Regions from separate parts of the Capsicum annuum genome. Here region 1 is linked to region 2. Evidence: chromatin contacts called from public Hi-C data. All regions are on one chromosome and are shown on one strand. Each heading gives the region's core, a stretch centred on a gene start, on an enhancer-like site or on the middle of the called end of the contact. The rest is flanking DNA. Distances are from core to core; before and after follow the strand shown.

Region 1 (6,373 bases), core at 2,953-5,452, 50 kb after region 2:
AAAGGTGCACAAGACTCAATTAACATGACATTAGTCAACTCAACCAAAGTTCTATTCTTCCTTTCCGCTACACCGTTAGAGGCAGAAGAATAAGGAGGAGGAGTTTCATGAATTATACCCAATGATCTAACAAAAGAATTGAACTCATGTGACTCATATTCACGGCCTCTATCACTTCTAATTCTTTTTATTTTTCCTCCAAACTGATTTTCAACATCATGGAGAAAAATTTTAAAATTCTCAAAAGCATCACTTTTATTTTTCATTAAGTAAACATATGTAAACTTAGAAAAATCATCAATGAAAGTGATAAAGTATCTATTTCCTCCATGAGTTAAAATTTCTCCAAGTTTACAAATATCAGTATGAACTAATTCTAATAAATTAGTTTTTCTTTCAACTTGAAAATGAGGGCTTTTTGTGATTTTGGCTTTACTACAAGCCTCATATTTTTTAAATTTCTTTTTTATCACTGAAATTAATTCTAAACTACTCATGATTCTTACATAACGATCATTTATATGACACAAATGAGCATGTCAAAAATTAGTAGAAGAAAGCATATAAACAGAAGTAGATGTTTTATTCATTTCAACATTCAACTTGAACATACCATCACATGCATATCCCTTTCCCACAAAAATATTATTTTTAACAATTACATACTGATCAGACTCAATAATCTGTTTGAAGCCTGCTTTATTAAGAAGAAAACTAGACATCAAATTTTTTTCTCTTAGAAGCAGTATAAAGTACATCTTTTAATATCAATACCCTTCCACAAGTAAAACTCAATTCGACATCTCCCATTCCAAGTACTTGAGTTGTGTGTGAATCTCCAAGCATGATGATTTTGGGCTTCTCAAAATTAGTATATTTTTTAAATCAGTCTTTGTCATAACAAACATGGCAGTTTGCACCAGAGCCAGCCCACCATCCATCAATATTCTCCATCATGTTTATGTCTGTTATCACTGCCACAAATAGTTCTTCGATAATGTTTTCCTGAGGTTTAGGCCCATGTTTCCAAAATCTGCAAAATCGAGCAATATGCCCACTCTTGCTATAGACAAAGCTCGATCCTTTTTCTTGTACATGTTGATTTTTTGTTTGGTTGTTTCCACCATTATTGTCCTTGGGATGTCTACCATCATTTTTCTTGAATTTTTTCTTCTTAGGCTTCAAAGTAGTATTTTTGTTAGTTTCAGGGGTAGCATTATTTGAAAAAGCTAATTTTACCTTCGGTGTGATGTTGTTCTCTTCTATTTGTAAAAGTATATCTTGGCTCCTTGCTTCTTCTTTCATGCGGATTCTCATTATTAAAGTCCCAAGAGAATTTTTCTTTTACTTGTGGTACATAGTTTTTTGAAATTCCTTACACGAAGGTGGAAGTTTATCAATTATACCACAAACAATAAGGTTATCTCCAATTTTGACTTCTTCGGACCTGATCTCGCCAACGATCATTATGAAGTCCTGAGCTTGGTCTACCACTGATTTGTTGTCCACCATTTGGAAACGAAAAATCTGCTAGCCACATATTTTTCGTTCTCGCCTCCTCAGTGTCATATTTACTCTGCAAGGCTTTTCAAATTTTCTTTGCACTAGAGTAAGTTCTATCATTATAATTATAAAAATAATCAGATAGATAATTAAGTAAAAAATACAGACACTTATAGGAGTCACCATCATATTTTTCAACTTTCTCTTGAAGAGAGCTTAGTTCATCGTTGGTCATGGAAGAGTTATCTATTTTGTTTGGGTTCTTCTCAGTTAACACATAAGAAACATTGAGAAGACTTAAGTAGAAAAGCACTTTACCTTTCCACCTCTTGAAGTGAGTACCATTGAATCGAAATGGCTTGTTAAGATCTCCCATAATGACATCCGCGGGTTTTCTAGTTGTTGTCATTGAATCTCCTTAAAATTATTGGTGAAATTACAATAAAAAATACAACTGAAAATTACAAGTAAAGAAAATAAAAAAGACTATATGCCTTCTTCTTCTTCTTCAGCTGAGGCGCAGATATCTCGATCTCTTTAAGGAGATTCAAGCTCAGTGCAGTAAATGTTTTACTGGTTCAATAGTAATCTTCTTGACTTATCCACTCCAGGATACAACAGCCTTCTCACAGAGAATAACTCAACAACTCTGGTCAAGAGTTGAGTTCAATGTTCCACAAAAAAGAACACCTCCCTTCAACTAATGAACTCTCTTTTTTTATCTTTTGTGAACTCTATAATTTTTTTTGTGTGTGTTTTCTAAATCCATGCAAGACCACCTCTATTTATAGGAGAGGAAGTCTTCCATGCAATGAATATAAGAATTGATAAGAATAGTAAAGATGGAATATCAATGATTTTAGGTTACAAGAGTTACATGAGAAATGAATAGAATAATGGTAGAAGTTACATAAGTTATAAGAAACTTATGTCTATATTCCTACCGCTAACTCACAAAATAATTGTCATAAAATACAAGTAAAGTGGGATAGTAATGCTCTTAGACGTTTGGAGGCTGAATAATCAGCTATGAGGATTGTGGAAAGAAAAAATATTTTTCAACTCTGTTTTATCAGTGTAAGAAAAAATATTTTTCTTGAGCAATCAACGTAGTTATTGTTGAGTATTTATCCTGACTTTCTTATCATAATTAGATTTTTCTTTAGGTATCATAATTGAATTTCCCTTTAGGAAAAGGAAAACATATTCTGCATATTTGACTAATTCTTATTCGTATAGAAAAAGGTCACAGACTCAATAAGTAGAGGCTCCTTTCTTCTATTTTGATAGCATTCACAACGTAGTCCTAGGGGTTTGAGAATTTCGTTTGAGTGGAATTTTTTTAGACACAAGTATTGTGGTATCACTTGTGTGAACCTCTTTCTATTCCGAATGTATTTGTGTGATGTTATCTCCCTTAATATTTTATACTCTCTTTTATATAGAGAATTGCTTATTTTATTTTTTTAGATGTTTGTCGGGTGGAACTTAAGTTTAGGTGGCGAAACTTAGTGGGAGAACAATTTAATTAAAAACCTGACATGATTTTAGGATTGAAAAGCTTAATGATTTTCACAAAAGAAATATTATATAACATTACTTTGATTAAGAAAACACATCTGAGTCCATAACATTTTCTGGAATTATCTTGACGGAAGTAATTGAACTTTAAGAGAAACTTATTTTCTTCTTTGCACTGTCGAATTGCGGAGCTACTTTTTCTTTCTTTCATTCCATCTGTCTTGCTTGATTGATTAAAAAAAGTGCTTTGATAAGACTGTCCGCAGAGAGCGTGACTAAACACACTTTTACTTTTTTCACGTTAATTGATGGGAATAATCGTGAATTGTAGCTGGGAGAACACCAGTTTCTTAAGGCTTCTTGATATTTGATTACACATAAAAAGCAGGGCTCCGCGAGGGTTCATTCGAACTTAATTCGATAAAAAATTATACTATTTATGTATAGTTAAATTTATTTTGTTTATGTATGTATAGTAAATGTTGAACTCCTTCGATTAGTTCGTATATTTACTTCTGAACCCTCTTAACAAAAATTATGGCTCCGCCATAAAAAGGATATTTATAACTGAAATGATCTTCTCTTGACGTGTAACAATAAAGTTATAATGCGTTATTTATAGGAGGATGGGAAAAGGTTATTATTTCCACCTTAAACTATACTCGAAAAGTCGAAGACATACCTAAACTATTGGAGTGACCTAATACACACCTATACTATTTAAAAGTGAATTTATTTACCCCTTGAAATGTCATAACCAGATTTTATCTTGAATGTGTATACACGCGCTGACACATGTCGAACACATATTTTTTTCACCTATTTTTTTCTTTTTCCCTAAATTAATCACCAGCACACACCCCTTTTCCATCTCCACCCCTTCTATCCATCAACATTTATATAAATTCACTTTTAAATAGTATGGCTGTGTATTAGGTCACTCCAATAGTTTAGGTGTGTCTTCGACTTTTCGAGTATAGTTTAATGTGAAAATGACGATTATATAAACGGGACATGCGTCGCAAATACAAACCACCTTCATGCATATGCGTTGTTCATGCACTTTTCATATGTGTTGACCATAAAAATCTCATTTATGCAGACGTGATACATGTTCTTGTTGACTCAACATGTTCACTGAAATGTGTTAAGCATTGCTGACACATATCGTGCTGACTCATCATGCACATTAACACAATGTCATACATATTGACATGTATTGTGCTAACTCGTCATGCACATTGACACGTAACATGCATGTTGATCGATAAGCGTTATATTTCTAAGCCACTTGTTTATATATGAGCACATTTCTAACTATGACATAGCCACTTACTTCTCTGCTTTTCATCGAGGTAGGAAATTTTTAATTGCCTTAAAAGTTACCTCATGAAATTTTAAACAATATTTTTTAATTAGTCTTTTTTATTTATTAAATTCAAATTAATTATGTGAAACATATATTATACATGTTATTCTTCTAAATTCTTTTTCGATCTCCATTTCTTGGCTTATATGAAAGACAAAGTTGTCCCTCATTGATTAAGAGAAGAACTTTTTTAGTTCTTATATAAACTAGACACAAGCATTCCGTGTCAGCATGGACTCAATATATATTACTTGATTTTTCCTAATTCATGTGCATTGCTAAAATTTAGAGACAACTAAAATTTATAATATAACTTTTAAATATTTTAAATTATTAATTATTATAATTCATAGTAAATTTTTATGTAATCTTTACATAATACATGTTATTCCTTCTTTCTCAATTTATATCATCCAAATAAAATTTTGAGAGTTGTCAATTCAAATGACACAAATAATTTTTAAAATTTTTTAAATATTTTAAGTTGTCAATTTAAGTATAATTAAAAATATTTTAACAAAAATTTGAGAAAAATTCTAACAAATAAATTAGAACATACTTCTAATCATCCCTCGTAGAAATAGAAATGAACAAGTTTTCACATTATTAAAATTAAAAAGAAATAAGAGGATGTCCACATATATTTTTAAGGAAAATCAGAACAAATAATGCATAGGGAAATCATAGAAAACATGTAATGAGGAAAAGTAAATGGGCCCACATCAAGGAAAGTTGAACAAATTTTTGGGCCAAGCCAAAAGTAAAAAGCAAAAGAGGAAAAGACATGGACTGATGGTTTTAAAAAAGAAATAGTCCATAATTTAAAAATATGGATAATTGAAGTTAATCGGTTCAATTTATTTGGGGAAAAGGATAAAAATAATATCTAAAACTAAAATAATTTCACAAAACTAGCACCTTTAAAAACCCATTAAATAACCATTAAGCATCACAATTCGGCCCTTTCCATTTTATGTACTGGACCGCCGACTTTTATATCATAGTATATGCACGTGATTGTAAAAGTCGGGTAAATTTTCTTCATGTTAGAAACTTCAAGGAAGCTAAATTCTCCCACTGCAAATTCCAAATTTTTCTTTCAACAAAATATTATTTTAATCATTTCAATCATGAAAATTTGCTTAATGCATGAACCACTTTTTTTATAAATACGCCATTCTCATCTTCCACCTACAGTCTTCTAAGTTTCATTATCTCTTTCCTTTCAACAATAAAAAAAACTTCTAATTAACATTTAGAAAACACTATTTTTCTCGAAACTTCTTGTTCATTATTTTCATCGTTTTCCAAAGTGAAAAAAACAACAAAAGATGTTTGAAAATATAAACCTTGAATATTGTTATGCTTTACTTCAACCAATTAAGCTTCAGTTACTTGACGATTGGGAATGAGAAAATCCTTCAGTAACATCTTTCGAAATTTCTGCGTCATCTTATGGTAGAAACAAAAATATAGTCTTATGGCAGAAACCAAAATATAGTTTTTACATGCATTTTAAAAATGTATCAATCTAGTATAAGAGAATATCAATTGAGTATATGAACATTGTAAGTGTATCAATGTAGTATAAAAGTGTATTAATGTTGTATAAAAGAGTATCAATTGGGTATAGGGATAACATGTGCTTGCATAGAATTTCTCTTCTCTTTTTTAAAAAGTGTATCAATATAGTATAAAAGTATATCAATGTAATATAAAAGTGTATCAATTGAGTATAGAGACTGCATGTGACCAATTGGGCCAAATGGCTAAAAAAAAAAATTAGTTTAGTCGACTGGACAACCCATGTCCACCTTTTCAAATGTGGGCCATTTTTTAAAAAAAAGGACAGCCCATGTCATTTTTCCATTTATTTTTCCTTTTTATCCATTTGGCCTAATTTATAATAATTGGAGTCAGATGGCCGTATGCATTCTCTATATCCAATTGATACACTTTTATACCATATTGATACACTTT
Region 2 (6,935 bases), core at 443-2,942:
TATATGAACGGATGAAAAACATAAACTTATATCGTAAAAGTTAATTGTAATTTAGATACTAACTGGTGCAAATTAATTGTAATTTATTATTTTCAGCAAATAAAAAAAGGGTGAAAATCATTCCCCCCTTAACTTTACTTTAAAAATCAAATTTCCCCTCAACTTTAATAATAATTAAAACTGTAATATCTATTTATACTTGTGAAAATAATAAATAAAAATAACTTTATAAGCATATTCCAATGCATGTAATATAATAACATATAGCAAAAATGAAGATATATTTTATACTAAATTAATTTAAAAGTTTACTTATATTATAAGGGGTCGTTTGGTTGGGAAATAGTTATTCCGGGATAATTAATTTCGAAATTAATTATCTCAAAATTATCTGGGATAACTTATCTCATCACTATGATGTAAATGATGGGATAAGTTATCCCAGTATTGACTCATACCTCCAATCAAATATGGGATAAGATAATCCTTCATTTTATCTCGGGGCTACTTATTCCTTATACCTCACATCAAACGACCCCTAAATATATACACCCTCTGTTTACTTTTACTTGTCATTGTTTCGCTTTTTGATGTCAACCTGCATGAACTTTGACCAACATTTTAAGATGTATAATTTAATATTTAAATTTAAAATTTGGATGACTAGAAAATATATGAAAATGCTATAAGTTACAATCCTTCTTCATATTAATAAAATGAAAAAATATATCTTAAAATATTGATCAAAATTTATGTAGGTTGACCTGAAAAAATAAAAAGTAACAAGTAAAAAAAAACCGAGAAAGTATATCAAAACTCATGTTCGTGTGTGTGTATATATATATATATATAACACATTTTTAATGCATGTAAAATAAAAGATAAGGTACAAGGTTATCGCGACCTGAGCCGGGGTTCTGGCCGCGACGGGCATCCCAAAACATCAAGGCCCGAGAGACCCCTGAAACTCCCCAACCCACTAGTGATATTGTTCGCCTTCGGCCCAAGCCCTCACGGCTTTAAAACGCATCACGACGGAGTAAGACTTGCTTACTTATATACTCAGCATCCCTCCTGTGTTTTGCCGATGTGGGACTCCTTATCCTAAGTTGAGGTGTTACATACACCCCTCATGGACTCAGCGTTTTGTTGATGTGGAACTCATTATCTAAAGTTGGGGCGTTACACCCCTAAACTATACCTGAAGTTGCTATGGCACAGTTAAACTTTAAGGAAAGCCTATTACCATCTAAACTCATTTTTTGCTGATCTGGCTGTTATGTATCAAAATATTTTTGTACTTCTTTTGGCCAAGTCAGCACGCAAAATGAATACAAAAAAATTCTGATACTTGACCGTTGGTCAGCAAAAAAGAGCATAAATACAAAAAAAAAAATGAGCTTAGGGGGTAATATGACCTCCGCAAAATTTACGTATGCCATAACAACTTTGGATATAGTTGAAGGGGAGGGGGAAGGGAGACGAAAAATACTTGTGAGTTATCTCAATAAAATAACAATCATAAAAATTAACATTAGCTTTTGTGACAAGTTCATTAAAAAGATTAAACTAAAAAATTTAAATAAAAATATATAAATACTTGAATAAAATTGCAATTGAAATTGTCAAGTTAAAAGGGAAGAGAATACTTATTATTCAAAAGTAGAGGGGGGACATTGAGTTTTAAAATAAACTTGATGGGGAAATAATTTTCACCCTATAAAAAAAAGATTTGACTTATCCTTCCTAACTTTTTAAACAAAATTCATTTCCCCGCAAAACTTTAATACCCATAAAACAATTAACCAAAAGAAAAAAAAAAAACTCCAAATTCCCTTTCATCTGTGTCTCCAAAATTCATTTCCTTTTTATATGATCTTCTTTCTTCTTCTCCATCTAGCTGTTGAACAAAAAGTCCAAATCCCTATTTGCTGAGGCAACATGTAATTGAATATATATTACTATTTATATACATACCCCCTCTTTTATATATTCAATTTCATTTGCATTTTCTTTCTCATTTCTTCTTTCTTTCATTTTTTCATTCCCATACAGATTTACCATGATCCAATTTGACATAATTTCTACATTTGATCATCAGTATTTCTTCATTGTTAATTTACGTTAATCTGTTTTTACATCAGGGCAAAACTGTAATTTCGATAAAGAATTGGTGGTATATTGGGGGCATTTTGGTAAATTCGTAGAGCATGAGGATCCATCCTATGTCCTTGAAACGTAATATTGCGATACGTGAAGGTATAAATTCAGCGGAACGACAACAATTATTTGCAATTATGGAAGGAAACCCGTTGAAGAAGTTACGAAAATTACCTCATGTTTTCGGGAAGGTTCTAGAACTTCCATTCCGTTCCGATGCTGACGTGGCGGTTGAAGAAGGACCTGAATTCTTCCGTTTCGTAGCGGAGATGGAACTTGACGGTAACGGTGGAGCGGCGGCAGGAGGTGTTAGGGTGCAGGCGGTGGAGATACATACGGGAATTACGAAGATTGTGGTGAGGAATGGCGGCGGTGACGGACTGGCCGGCGGAGGAGAAGAGTTGTTGTTGTTGGACGAATTGAACGTGGACACGTGGCGGTTTAGGTTGCCGGCGGCGACGAGGCCGGAGATGGCTACGGCGGTGTTTGTTGACGGTGAGTTAATTGTGACGGTGCCGAAAGCTGGCCGTGACGGTGGTGAATTCGCCGACGGTAGGGATGTTTGGGGCGGCGGTGGCCGGCTTGTTCTTGTACAGTAATAACTAATAACCATATATTTAAAAAAGAATTTTTATTAATACAAAATGATACTACTAATGATAATTGTTGTACATAATGGTTGACTGGGAAACATTATTCTCCATGTAATAATAAATAACTACTGTACTAATATTCTATCATTTGACATAGTTTTTAATAATTTTATTTAATGTTTTCTTGATTCTAGTTTCATGATATTATTATGGAAAATACAAATTTATTCAACCCAATATTGACCCACTTTCTAAATTTTTGTTTTGGAGTAACGGTTAGTCCAACTGGAGTGCTCTTTTGCACTAAATGACCAACTATAAAATACTTTCTTAGAGATAAATTTGGCTTATTTTGAATAATTTAATACTTTTGACTATTTTCTCTTTGTATAGTCTTGTAGAAGAATGGGTTGTTTTTGTGTTATAGAAGAATGGTATATTGAGCTATTTGTTCAATTTCATTGCATTTTTGAGCTAATTGATCAACTATGAAATATTGTTTAGAGAAAGAATTGACCTATTTTGAATAATTCAGAATTACTTTTAATCAACTTTCTTTGTGTTATGAATGAGTTTGTTTTTGTGCTATAGAAGAATTGAGTTTTGGAACAGGGAGTCTTGAAAATTGTTTAGGGTGGATTAACTTTTCATAAGATTGAAAATATTAGAATTCGTAAGCTTTAAACTATTTTCTCGATCTTGTATGCAATAAACTTAATGCTAATTCTTTTTATTAAGCTTATTTGTATTTTCTAAGTGATATGATATATTGTTGTATCCTGTTAGACATAACTTACGTTCTCATTCTTTTGTCAAAAGTAGGGAAGAACAAGTGTCTGGTAGGGCTAAAATTCGGAGTGGAGTAAATGAGCTCAATACACTGGATCAGCTAGTCTATACGAACCAATATAAGGACCTATTAGTCTCAGTTGCGTAGTAACAACGACAACTAATATCCAGTGTAATCCCATAAATAGAGAGGTTGTATCCAAAAGACTCGATGCGAGTAACCCATATCAAAGCAGCCAAACACGCAAAATACAAAAGTAAAAGATGACAAACAAATAATAAGGAAAGCATTACATAGCATCCAGAAAACAAGGAGCAATAACCAAAGCACAGGAATTAGTGTTGCTAAAACGCAAAATAATGCAATAACTGAAGCACATTGTCTCGCTTACATATGCCAAATAACACGACGACAACACAGGGAATGTTTCAATAGAGTTGATACATACTCAGGTAATGCTCCCCTTTTCATATGGGAAGTTGGAGCAGAAAGAACATTGTTTCTCAAAAGAGAAAAACTCTATTCCACTCAACTTCTGAAAATTCTACATAAGTTCGATATCATGAGAATGTTCACATATGAACTTACTGCAATGTAACAACAACATACTCTACAATCGGAACAAAATATTGGCATAAGATTGCCAACATGTAATTGTTGTAGATCCAATGTGCAGACCTTTGCTTTAAGAAGATTCTGTGGCTAGACCAAAGTAGTCCTTGAGTATCTGCTTAGAAGTGCTTCCAAATCCATTTTGTACCTGTTTCATGTCCTTGAGTTTCAGCACTTCTCGCTTTACTTGCTCTACTCTATTTAGCACAACATCAAGTAAGGTATCTGTTTCAACCATCGATGTACGTCTTAAGAGATCAGATCTTTCCAAGTCAAGCTGCTCGTATAGATTCATGACGCAGTTCTTTTGAGCAAAAAGTCTTTCCTCAGCAAGTCTGTACTCAAATTCTTGAGACTTCCTCAATGCCTGCAGAGTTTGATCAATCTCTTCCTCAAGCTTAAGGGATTCAATTCGATGGTCAAAGTTTGAAGCCAACTTTGGTGGTGGCTTAAGGGATTCAATTCGATAGTCAAAATTTGAAGCTAACTTTGGCGTTGAAGATCTTCCGCGAATAGTTAAATCTCCATGATTTGACGTTGAAGATCTTCCGCAAATAGTTAAATCTCCATGATTTGTACACACATATGTGACAATGTCATGATCCTGTGTTCCTCCTAACATCAAAAGAAACTCGTGTAAATTTAGTCTTTAAAGAGAGATTACACGGACTGAAGCTTTGCAAGGAAGGACATTCGAACAGTAAGCTCTTGAACATAGTTCCTGAGTCGACTACATGCTCTTATAAAGATAAGATGAATCTCAGCATGCAGAAACATTACAAGAGATACAGAAAAGAAAAGGATTCATACAAATTTAAGATGACATTATGTTTCACATATCTAAAAACTCCTTCCTGTACATTGTGACAAGAGGAATAAGCCTTTGGAAGTACTCATGCCTCCTAAACGGGGAGTTATCCACATCAATCATACCACAAAACAAGTAATTTTAAGATGGACTAAAAGAAAGTAAAGAGATACCTAAGAGTAACTAATATACAGATAAACCTGCAGTAGGTGTGGTGTAGTTGGCCGATTTGTCACTTCAATTAGGCGATATGGTGCAACAACCAAAGCGCTCAAGTGTGCACCTTAGCTCCCCCCCTCCTTTTGAAGAGGGTACCACTACTTTAATATAACTGGAAATAGGACTTATTTATTAATAATAATAAGTTATGAATTAATATGTTAAGTCATAAACTAAGGAATAGTGGAATACATTCATTTAGGTATAAGAAAATAATCACTGACCTGACTGATGAATTCACTGGTTTGAGGATTAGAAATGGTGGTGTGTGTGTGTATTGATATAAACTTGACTCCCTTCGAACTTGGTAGTCAACCTTACTTGCAAAAGTGTGCACATAAAGGTGATCGTGCACATAAAGGTGATCCTATTCCTTTGTCATCTCACAAGGAACCTAATTCACCAAAATACAGACACGATCTTCCAAATATACCCCTTTACACCAAAAATAAAAGGAGCTAAACGTTTCACTTTCAATTTTTGTACTACAACACTTTATCTTCAAACCACCTCTGGTTTCTTTTCTCCCAAATTGTCCATGAGATACAGGCTGAAACAATCTTCCATCTCTCTTTCTGACTTGATAGTTGTCCATTCCAGCATACAAGCATCTCTGTGATACCTCTTGGCATAACCCATGGAAGTCCTCTTGGAGCAGTAAATATTCTCCATAGTTGTAGACTTACCTTACAGTGCAACAAAGATGGATTGTTGTCTCTGCCTCACATCTACACAGGTAGCATCTACAACACAAATGAAATCCTTTCTTAGAAAGTCCCTCATGTGTTAAGACTGCCCCTCTTGGCAGCAGCCAAGTGAAACAGACCACTTCGTGTGATAGTTTCGCCTTCCATATTAGTTTCTATGGACATGACTCAATCAGTGGGCTGCTACCATTTAACTCTTTATAAGCTGATTTCACTGTTAATTTACCTTCCTTATGTTCTTGCCAAACCATTCTGTCTGCCTGAGCAGATGTCCCTTTGCATTGCTCCAAAGTGCCAAAAATTCTGCTAGTTTCCCATGGGACAGGATATTTTGCACCCATAATCTGGAGAGATTCTTATTATCTTGTTTTGAGGCGATTTCATGTATTAACCTACATGTTTGCTTTGCTACCCTGGACCATAAATAGGTGTTTACTCGATCACTCAGCTCAATGAGGAACAGAAGTAGTAAAGGCAGTTTTGAGTGTCTGATTCAACCTATGAGAACAGGCGAGTTGATGTTTTGAGAAATCTGAGAGGACTGATCAACCTAGATTAGAGGTACTTTAGAGGGAATTGCTCTAATGGATGAATTAGGAACACAAACTGTTCACTCTTCTGCAAATGTTTACTGAATGTGCATCAAGGAACAAAATGCATTGAACACAGGAATCACGGAATACTCCCAGGCACAACTCCCGAGGTTAGTCTCAAGAAGCTCCTTTTGGGTATGAATGACTATCTCACCGATGCTCTATCGGAGCTTCCGTGATGGGAGACAAACTCCTTTTTATAGCAGGAGATAAATCTTTCGAACTTAATAACATAGGAGACAGGCAGTTCATATGGTTCTCATTAACCGAAAAGGGCAGAAGATTTACAACCAAAGTGACCATTGACGTGCAACATCTCAAATAGGTGTGTGAATCCCTAATACAAGAATCAAAAGGGACACTTATAAATGACTATCAGAATTTCAACATTCACGGCAGATATGCATGTATAGAAGTTCGGCAAGGGACTTCCAAAATTGGCAGTGATCATTC

What was found. A called contact is a pair of places that touch in the nucleus more often than the background predicts.
Region 1: a contact with region 2 is called in a Hi-C map of placenta, with 3 times the contacts expected there. The contact joins the enhancer-like site here to the promoter of LOC107866450 in region 2. A contact is called at or near these places in 2 of 5 Hi-C or Micro-C datasets (leaf and placenta).

What each region holds. Positions count from the first base shown.
Region 1 is chr3:22,876,404-22,882,776 of UCD10Xv1.1, forward strand. No RefSeq gene overlaps it. Among protein-coding and RNA genes, the nearest start is that of LOC124897043, 12 kb to the right of the region's middle. Within about 2 kb of position 4,203, at least 1 of the 5 cell types and tissues checked has an H3K27ac peak or open chromatin away from gene starts, as enhancers often do.
Region 2 is chr3:22,828,908-22,835,842 of UCD10Xv1.1, forward strand. It overlaps LOC107866450, which reads left to right and starts at 1,693. Exons shown (of 2, transcript XM_016712507.2): 1 at 1,693-1,943; 2 at 2,145-2,941. The coding sequence starts at 2,211. The coding sequence ends at 2,759. LOC107864134 (protein TITANIA) reads right to left here. Exons shown (of 5, transcript XM_016710417.2): 5 at 3,879-4,770. The coding sequence ends at 4,229.